2 separate regions of the Gasterosteus aculeatus genome follow, and region 2 is linked to region 1. The links are chromatin contacts, called in public Hi-C maps. All regions are on one chromosome and are shown on one strand. Each heading gives the region's core, a stretch centred on a gene start, on an enhancer-like site or on the middle of the called end of the contact. The rest is flanking DNA. Distances are from core to core; before and after follow the strand shown. Region 1 holds the start of cklf (chemokine like factor). Region 2 holds the start of cdh15 (cadherin 15, type 1, M-cadherin (myotubule)).

Evidence for each region. A called contact is a pair of places that touch in the nucleus more often than the background predicts.
Region 2: a Hi-C map of skeletal muscle shows a contact between it and region 1, with 3 times the contacts expected there. The contact joins the promoter of cdh15 here to the promoter of cklf in region 1. A contact is called at or near these places in 2 of 6 Hi-C or Micro-C datasets (both in skeletal muscle).

What each region holds. Positions count from the first base shown.
Region 1 is chr12:9,801,487-9,805,288 of fGasAcu3.hap1.1, forward strand. cklf (chemokine like factor) reads right to left here and starts at 1,886. Exons shown (of 4, transcript XM_040160556.2): 1 at 1,174-1,886; 2 at 584-739; 3 at 401-496; 4 at 58-324. The coding sequence starts at 1,233. The coding sequence ends at 214. galns (galactosamine (N-acetyl)-6-sulfatase) reads right to left here. Exons shown (of 14, transcript XM_040160469.2): 13 at 3,590-3,707; 14 at 1,469-1,886. The coding sequence ends at 1,800. It overlaps LOC120807989 (CKLF-like MARVEL transmembrane domain-containing protein 3), which reads right to left and starts at 12. Exons shown (of 5, transcript XM_040160538.2): 1 at 1-12.
Region 2 is chr12:9,956,409-9,960,210 of fGasAcu3.hap1.1, forward strand. It overlaps cdh15 (cadherin 15, type 1, M-cadherin (myotubule)), which reads left to right and starts at 1,952. Exons shown (of 15, transcript XM_078085119.1): 1 at 1,952-2,568; 2 at 2,952-3,204. The coding sequence starts at 3,154.

The DNA.
Region 1 (3,802 bases), core at 636-3,135:
CATGCTGCATACAACACAATCCTGAGCCTCCTCGCTGGAAATACTCAACTCAAGGTGTCACCAAGCCAAGGAAAGTAGTTTATTGGCAACATTTTTCAAAAAACAATTCGCATTATCAATTACAAAAACTGAAATTATGATGTGGTGAAAACGGACACAAGCGTTGAGACATACAAGTGAATTCAGTGTATACATGTCATGTTATTAATGCATTCACGGCTTTTCATTACTCTGATTCTCGCTTCTCGGTTTGTTAAATGTGATGTTCTGGAAAAGCACGTAGAAGTCCACACACAGCAGCACCGCCGAGAGGAAACCAACGACCTGCAGATAAAGAACGCCTTTAAAAATATATCCATACTTCACACACGTAAAAAATTATAGATGAATGATTTCTCACCCCTCCAACCAGCGTGCCTGTGACTGTGTATGTAGTCACAGCCAGTATGCTTAAGACAATGAAGTAGACTGCTGCAAAAGCTGAATTAAAAGCATCCTGAGGAGAAGAACAGAACAAAAAAACTCAAAAACGAAACATGTACAATATGCTGAAACTTGTGTGTGGTTTTAAGATGTCACCCACGATGAGAGGCCAGAAGAAGAAGGTCAGCCTTTTGTTGAGTTTGAACATGTACAGCAACAACAGCAATGAAGTGATCACAAACTCCAAAACTGTGGCTGTAATGAACTTTGGTCTGGATGCTGCTGCGAAACACACAAAGGCCACGAGCAGAGTCCCCTGAGGACACACAAAATGAATATATACAGATATCTATATATTCTAAAGCCGTATGCATTTAAATATTAAAAATATTAAAAATCTGTGACATCATGAAACCTGCAGGCCCAGACGAGCACATCAGTTCTTCCGAGTCACTCGTTCCTTCCTCCATGCAAAAGAGGAAGTGAGTCTCATGTTGCTGCACCGCCTTTATTTATCTGCTCGCTCTTTCAACCTTTTAATAAGTCTCTGTATGCAAATATGAGTCACAAATATCAATAAACTAGCCGTTAAATCAACAATGGGATAAGAATGATGTAAGTTCTGACTTTGATATTTCCTCACGTACTGGTTCTCATTCTGATGTGCAGCTTAGCAGCTTAGCTCTTTGACTGCGTCCGCTGGAAACTAAAACCTGTTCAAACGGTGGGAGGTGTGTTAACGCGTCTCACCATCTCTGCTACTTTCAGGATCCCCCTCTTGGATTTGACAAACGCAGTGTCCACCTCCATGCTTGCTATTCGGTCCTCTCACACGAGAGTTCAGATTCAGAGAGGGCGGGAAGCTCACTCTGTTTCCTGAAACAAGCGAGCTCCTTTCAGCTGTCGAAAGCGACTGTGTGCAGGAATCCGCACATCATTTGCACAACAGCAGCTGCTTGGCACACCTACCGAAAAAAAGGCCAAACGAGACCTACATAACTAATAAATATGACACGACGCGCAGGCCAACAATGGTCATGATACATTGTATTAAAATATATTTTTTATTAAAAAATGTGTTGCGATACGGGTGCAAGAAAGATACGAAACTATTCCAGAAGTCCTGTGTGGTGTGATTCACTGCTTGGTCAATAAATACATTTGCCTCATTTCATTTCAATCCCGACTTAAAACCATTCGCTCTTGATGCAGTTTTTTCCCAGAGCAGTTAGAGCTTGTGTGGCCTTTGCTGTTATGCCATCACTATTCCATGTCCTTCTTTTCCAAGTCAAGACATATCCTTTTAAAAAAAACCTTTTTTTTTAACTTTGTTTTTCTATAGAAAGGCACATCTTGAGGTTTCGCTTCCTGATGTCTCAGTGTGGCCAGTCACACTTCCAGGGCTCAGATTTGGGCACTTTGAGACACTTTCCCAACTTCTCACAGCCTGCAGGGGCCCAGTTCTGTAACAGAGAGAGGCCATCGCATAAGAACATAATAACATGATCACATATAGTAATTTACACCTAATAGGTCTTTCCTTCTGACTTTACAATCACACATGCATCCTGTGTCATAAGAGAAAACATGATCCTATCATGTTTACAGTTTTTTTACGATTGAAAATACCCTAAAATCAAAAGTTTTAGACATTTGTCCAAACCGTACACTCAAGGAGCAAAACCTCGGCCCAGACTTGCACCACTGTAAGCACAATGTCAGCCAAAACAATACACAGTGATTTGCAAAACCCTGAACACAGTTCTATACATTACACATAGAAGTGTAGCAAGCTGTCACTTCCTCACACCCATGTGCCAATTGCTTAAACGCAGCCGTCAATTGAGAAGTGGGGGTGAGAGGAGGCCAGATTGAGCTGGACGAAGAGACAACGTGTAGCATTTTCTCTTCTGTATTTTCAGCTTTTTTTAGATTTAGATTTCTTTTTTGTACTGGATACAAATGTATGTTTGTCTAATGCATATAAACAGGAACTCGCTTCTTGTTGTGAATCTCCACGTTGACATCTTGACTAATTTGAGTATATGGAGACAAATATTTTCATCACTCTGCTGCATTGGTCCTGTGTAGTGTCAATAGTGTATACGAGTGTCTTTTTGTAAATCACCGGGTGTATTGTTTTGCAAAAGATGCGAGTAGACATTGTGCTTATTAAGGTGCAAATGTAGGCGATGTTTTGCACTTTCTCCTTGTGCTTCACCTGCACTACTCGCTTTGCTAAAAGTGTTTTCAACAGCAGTGTGTAACTGGTACAAACAGAATGAAGTCATATGCAACGTGTGTTCGTCATATGGTAACAAAATATGGTTTTGATAAATGAATGTATAGTTTTTAAGAGTGTTTCATTTTGCAAAGGATCTAAGGTGTAGAGTTTGTGGGTGTGCTGATTGTATGAAAAACAAAACAAAACCATCAAAATCGTGCTTAAGCAATTGAGAAAAACTCAAATTTAAAGGCGTAACGCGTTGCTACTTCATGTGTTTCCATCACATTTAGCATAATAAATGAATGAAACAATCGGTTCATCACAAAGTAGTGCGATTACAGGCTAGGTTTCAAACTCCACAATTCCTCTTAGAATGAATAAATAAAACACTAAATATTAAACTTGTAACTTTAGGTTCGTTAAATTTGTGGACATTTCTTGGGACAAAATACATTTTAAAGAAAGTCAAAAGATCCCTATCAGCATGACACAGGATAAGACATAAGACAATATATCACAGTACAGCACTCATTGTAATTGGGTTACATTTCTTCACCACTGGGGGGCAGTGCAACGCCACAAATTCATCCACATTGAAGCTCCCAATATGTGGTTTGTCCAGTCGACAATGCCAGTGTTCGATTTGGCTCCTTTAATAATCTTCAATTAGATTTTCTTTTGAGTGGAAGAGAAAATTACCATATTAAGGTGATAACATTTGATTTGTCAAACAAAATTCACATTTTGGATCAAGTCAGTAACAACGATAAACAATAGTTCCAAGAAGATGATTCATATTCTGAAGGCTCAAAGCAGCCTGAACAGAGAGCAAACCAAAAATATATATATTTTCAGAGAATTTAAATGATTCTCTTTTCACATTATTATTTTTTTCAGTTTCTAGAATGAAGTGCATTAAGATGTTTGTGTAAATCTCACCATCACCGCCACGTCACACATGTTGAGCTGAGGAACACCCGGCACCAGAGTCCTCTCATGCTGCTCCACAACCAGAGAGATCCTGCTCAGCACATCTTGGTACTCCTCAGTCAAAACACTGCAAACACACAATGCAAAGACTCTGTTGGGCTACAGCTAACAAGTATAGGTTCAGCATCCATTGTTTGTCAAATTGTGTGGTTTTTGAATCAA
Region 2 (3,802 bases), core at 702-3,201, 150 kb after region 1:
TATAGGATATAATAACCTGTAAGGCTTTGTTGGGACTGGAACTGACTTCCTTTCCAGGTGGCAAGAAAGCAAACCCAACTGTAACAAGAACTCGGTGTCTTGGAAAAGTGTTTTTCCATTTATTTCTAAATTTAGTTCTATAAGAAGAACACGACTTTTCAACCCAAGATATGGTAGAATTACCCACAAGGTGAAGCAACCTTAAGGAGATGTGTACTGCAAAATGTTTGCCACATTAAGCCGCTGTTAAAATAATCATCAATAATATTTAGGTATTAAAGCAGATTAGCTCCACACAATGTCTAAAAATAGTCAAATTCGAAATGGTTCCCTCTACCTGTAATTGGTTCCAGTGATTTAGTGTGAAAACCAAGTACAGGTTTCCTCTGCCCCCCTGGAACATTGTTAATTCTCTTACTCTCTCCCTGCTGAGCCCGACAGCGAGCTCGGGTTCCCTATTTCCGAACCAGTGGGGATTCGAGCCACCTGTTTGTTCAGAGTGATATTGTGTCTGGTGATCCAACGAGGGCTTGAAGAGCCCCGCAGGTCTTCTCCACTATTATCGCCTCAGTGGGACCCTGAGCCAACAGGCCTTTGAAACTTGTGAAGTAATTTCGTCTCTGGTCGGCTGGTTCTGATCGTCCTCTGTAATTGACAATATGGTGAAGTTCATGCGTTCACATTTTGAATGTCGTCTTCCTTTGCGTGTAACGAACAGGGACTTTTCTCATAAGTTCATGAGTAGTTTGAAACACCCATCAATATGCAGTCATATTGCCCGAACCATTAAATACTTTGAATTGTTGACTATCATGGCGGAGAACTCTCTCACTAACTTGATTAGGTCTTTTCTTCATGACTTGAACTGCAGTGTCATTAAATGAGCCAGTTGCATTATGGGAAAGCAAATACACCTAAACATCTAGACGACCTAGAGTTCCAGGCATTGTAGAATACCAATCTAACAAGACAACACAAAAAAATATTAAAACTAAGATAAGTAAATTAACAGAAGCAGAAGAAAAATGTACTTTGAGTATGAAAAGTAAATGTATGCATAACTCCAAGTTGTAACAAGTCATTGTTTATGTGTTTTATTTTAATACGCTACCATGTTATGCCTCTAAAATCTTAAACTGACATTTCATCTCAATCTCCTCTTCTGCTGTTTAGCTGCAGAGTGCTTCAGCTACCACATATCGTGTCCCATTACCTACGGACACTGAATAATAATGCAGAACCTGTTTGTATTAAATAAGTACAAGGGCCTCCAAAATGTGCTTAGGTGCAGTACTTGAGTGACATTCCACCACTGAAGCCGTGTTTACATGTACAACTTGTTCTGCTGCTCCCAAGTGGATGAAAAGCAATTAACTTGTATTTGATTCAAGTATGAAGCGATGGAAAGCTCAGAATATCAGACTCTCGTCTATTTGATGAGCGGATCTTTTTGAGTTGGTGTGAGTTGTTGTTTCTGCCAGCAGTGGGCAGCAGAGAGCTGCGTGTGTCTCTGTCTCTGCACACTGACTATTGTTTAAGGATTATCACTAGTTTTATTCATAATACACATACACATGAATCCATTTTATAGAAAGACTCACCTATGGGCATGTTACACCCTTTTCTGCACTGCATGTGAGCCTGCCGTGTGTGTGTGTGTGTGTGTGTGTGTGTGTGTGTGTGTGTGTGTGTGTGTGGTGATGGAAGAGAAACATCAGGGCCTTTCCTGCCAACTGGCTCTGCCTCAAATGACAGAGACAGGTGCTGTAAAATCATCCCTTTATACCAGAACACACACACTCATGGCGACGCATGCCGACACCCACTCAGCACAGTCAGCACAGTCAGCACGCCAATGCACCGCGTGATTTCCCCGCTCTACTTTGTAACGTGAGCGTTTCTAGACCGTACCTTGTGCATTCATAGCTCACAGTGTTTTGTATGTGTGGTTGATTCCTCGTTTGTTCCTAATTCCTAATGTCGGTCCTCGCCATCTGTGCGACAAGCAGAGGAGCGTTGCCGCGGTGAGACGGTCGCCAGTGTGGTTCAAAATTGTTTACTCGGTATCGACCTTTGACCTCAGGGGAAGACTTGCTGATGGGGCGTCAAAAGTAGCGCTTCGGAGATCCGACCGTCTCGTGATGCCAAACGCACCTTTCGTGCAGCTTGCTTTCCCACCTGTAAAGTAAAGCAACTGTCTCACTGTAGACACACCTCCCTGTAGTTACTACGGCGGAGTTCCACCAAAACTCCACATCCACTTTCATCTCTGCTTCGACATCACCCGTTGAGCACCATAGATCTCCATCGTCTGCTTTGACGCGAGGGTTCAAAATAGCAGGAGATCAAAGAGTTCTGGCTGAATGTTCTGAATGCGTGAGGGGACCCGACGGCGAGGTCACGACTTCCCCGCAAGAAGGATTGAAGAAGAAAGCAAGCGATGAACTTAAGGCTTTAAGCGAGATGTTGTGGAGTGCGGTGGGGGTTGTAAACAAAATGTTTCAATCGTTTCAGCAGCGATCAATGAGTCGAGAAACAGATACTTTTTAAATCCATTCATTGTTTGAAGTGAGTACAAAAAATACACATACAACGTATTTTGTTTTCAGCTTTTGTTTCTTCCCATTTTGGCTTTTCTTGATCATTGTGAGCCTGTTTCTGATTATATAACTTCTACCTTGTATGTGTTTGTATTTTATAAATTCTCTTTGCTTTCTTTCTTTTAACCTTTCTGTAAAGCACAATTGTTTTGTGAAGTGTTTTAAATGTTGTAGACAGTGTTTCTGTCTACGCCATTTAAAACACTAACAGCTGCCCTGCTTCTCTCTTCATCCCCCCCCCCTCTCTCCCCCTCTTTCTCTCAACGGCCCGTGAGTGACAGCACATGTGCTGGGGTACACGGGAGGGCTAACGCTTAAAATTCTAACCCTCTTACCCCACGGCTGTGACAGGGAGGAGCTGTGAGAGAGCAGAGGGCGAGCGAGGCAGCGAGAGGATCGAGAGAAGGAAAGACGGGGGAAGGTCTCAGGGTTTGGAGGGTTTGGCCTTTTTTTCGCCCAGTAGAGCCGCCCCGGAGCCCGGTGCGCAGTGGAGGAGCCCCCCGATCGCTCTGTGGTCAGAGGTGTGTTCCCACTGAGCTTCTGAGTGCGGAGGATGGCGGGACGCGTGCTGCTGGCGTGCGCGATGGCTGCTCTGCTTTGTCAGGTAACAACCATCTCTTCAATGAGGCTTTTGACTGAAACAAACTAAATGTGTTGATTTTGTGTGTTTTCTGTGTTTACCTCACAATCTTGTATTCGGTTCGATTTAGTTTAACCTTTGACCCGAGAGTAGAAGTTAGAGCACAGGTGCACCGTCGACTTTGTGAACGCTACGGAAATGGCCACAAGTGATGAAACATTGCCTACGCTGCTATAAAGGACTGCACTTGAGTGTCATGTTGGTTGGAGAATAACTTATAGCTGCTCCTTTCAACAAAACATCAACTGATGTTCAGCAGTAGAGGCACGAAACTGGCGTTGCAATCGGAGTCTGCGGATGATCTAAACATTTCCTCCTGGTAGGAACGAGGGTGATGAAGTGTTTAGATGAGGACTAGACTCCAGATGTGTACACAGGACTCAGGGCATCGTTAGTGGCCGCTGTCAGCGGATGGCGATATGAGATCTGAAATGGACGACAATGTAAACTGACACACCATCTACAGCACTTCCAACCACCCTCGGTCTTCTCTCTGTTTGGAGAAGTAATGGAGTGCAGATTGGGAGGGCGGGTGAGTGAGTTTGCTCCGTCTTGCTATGAC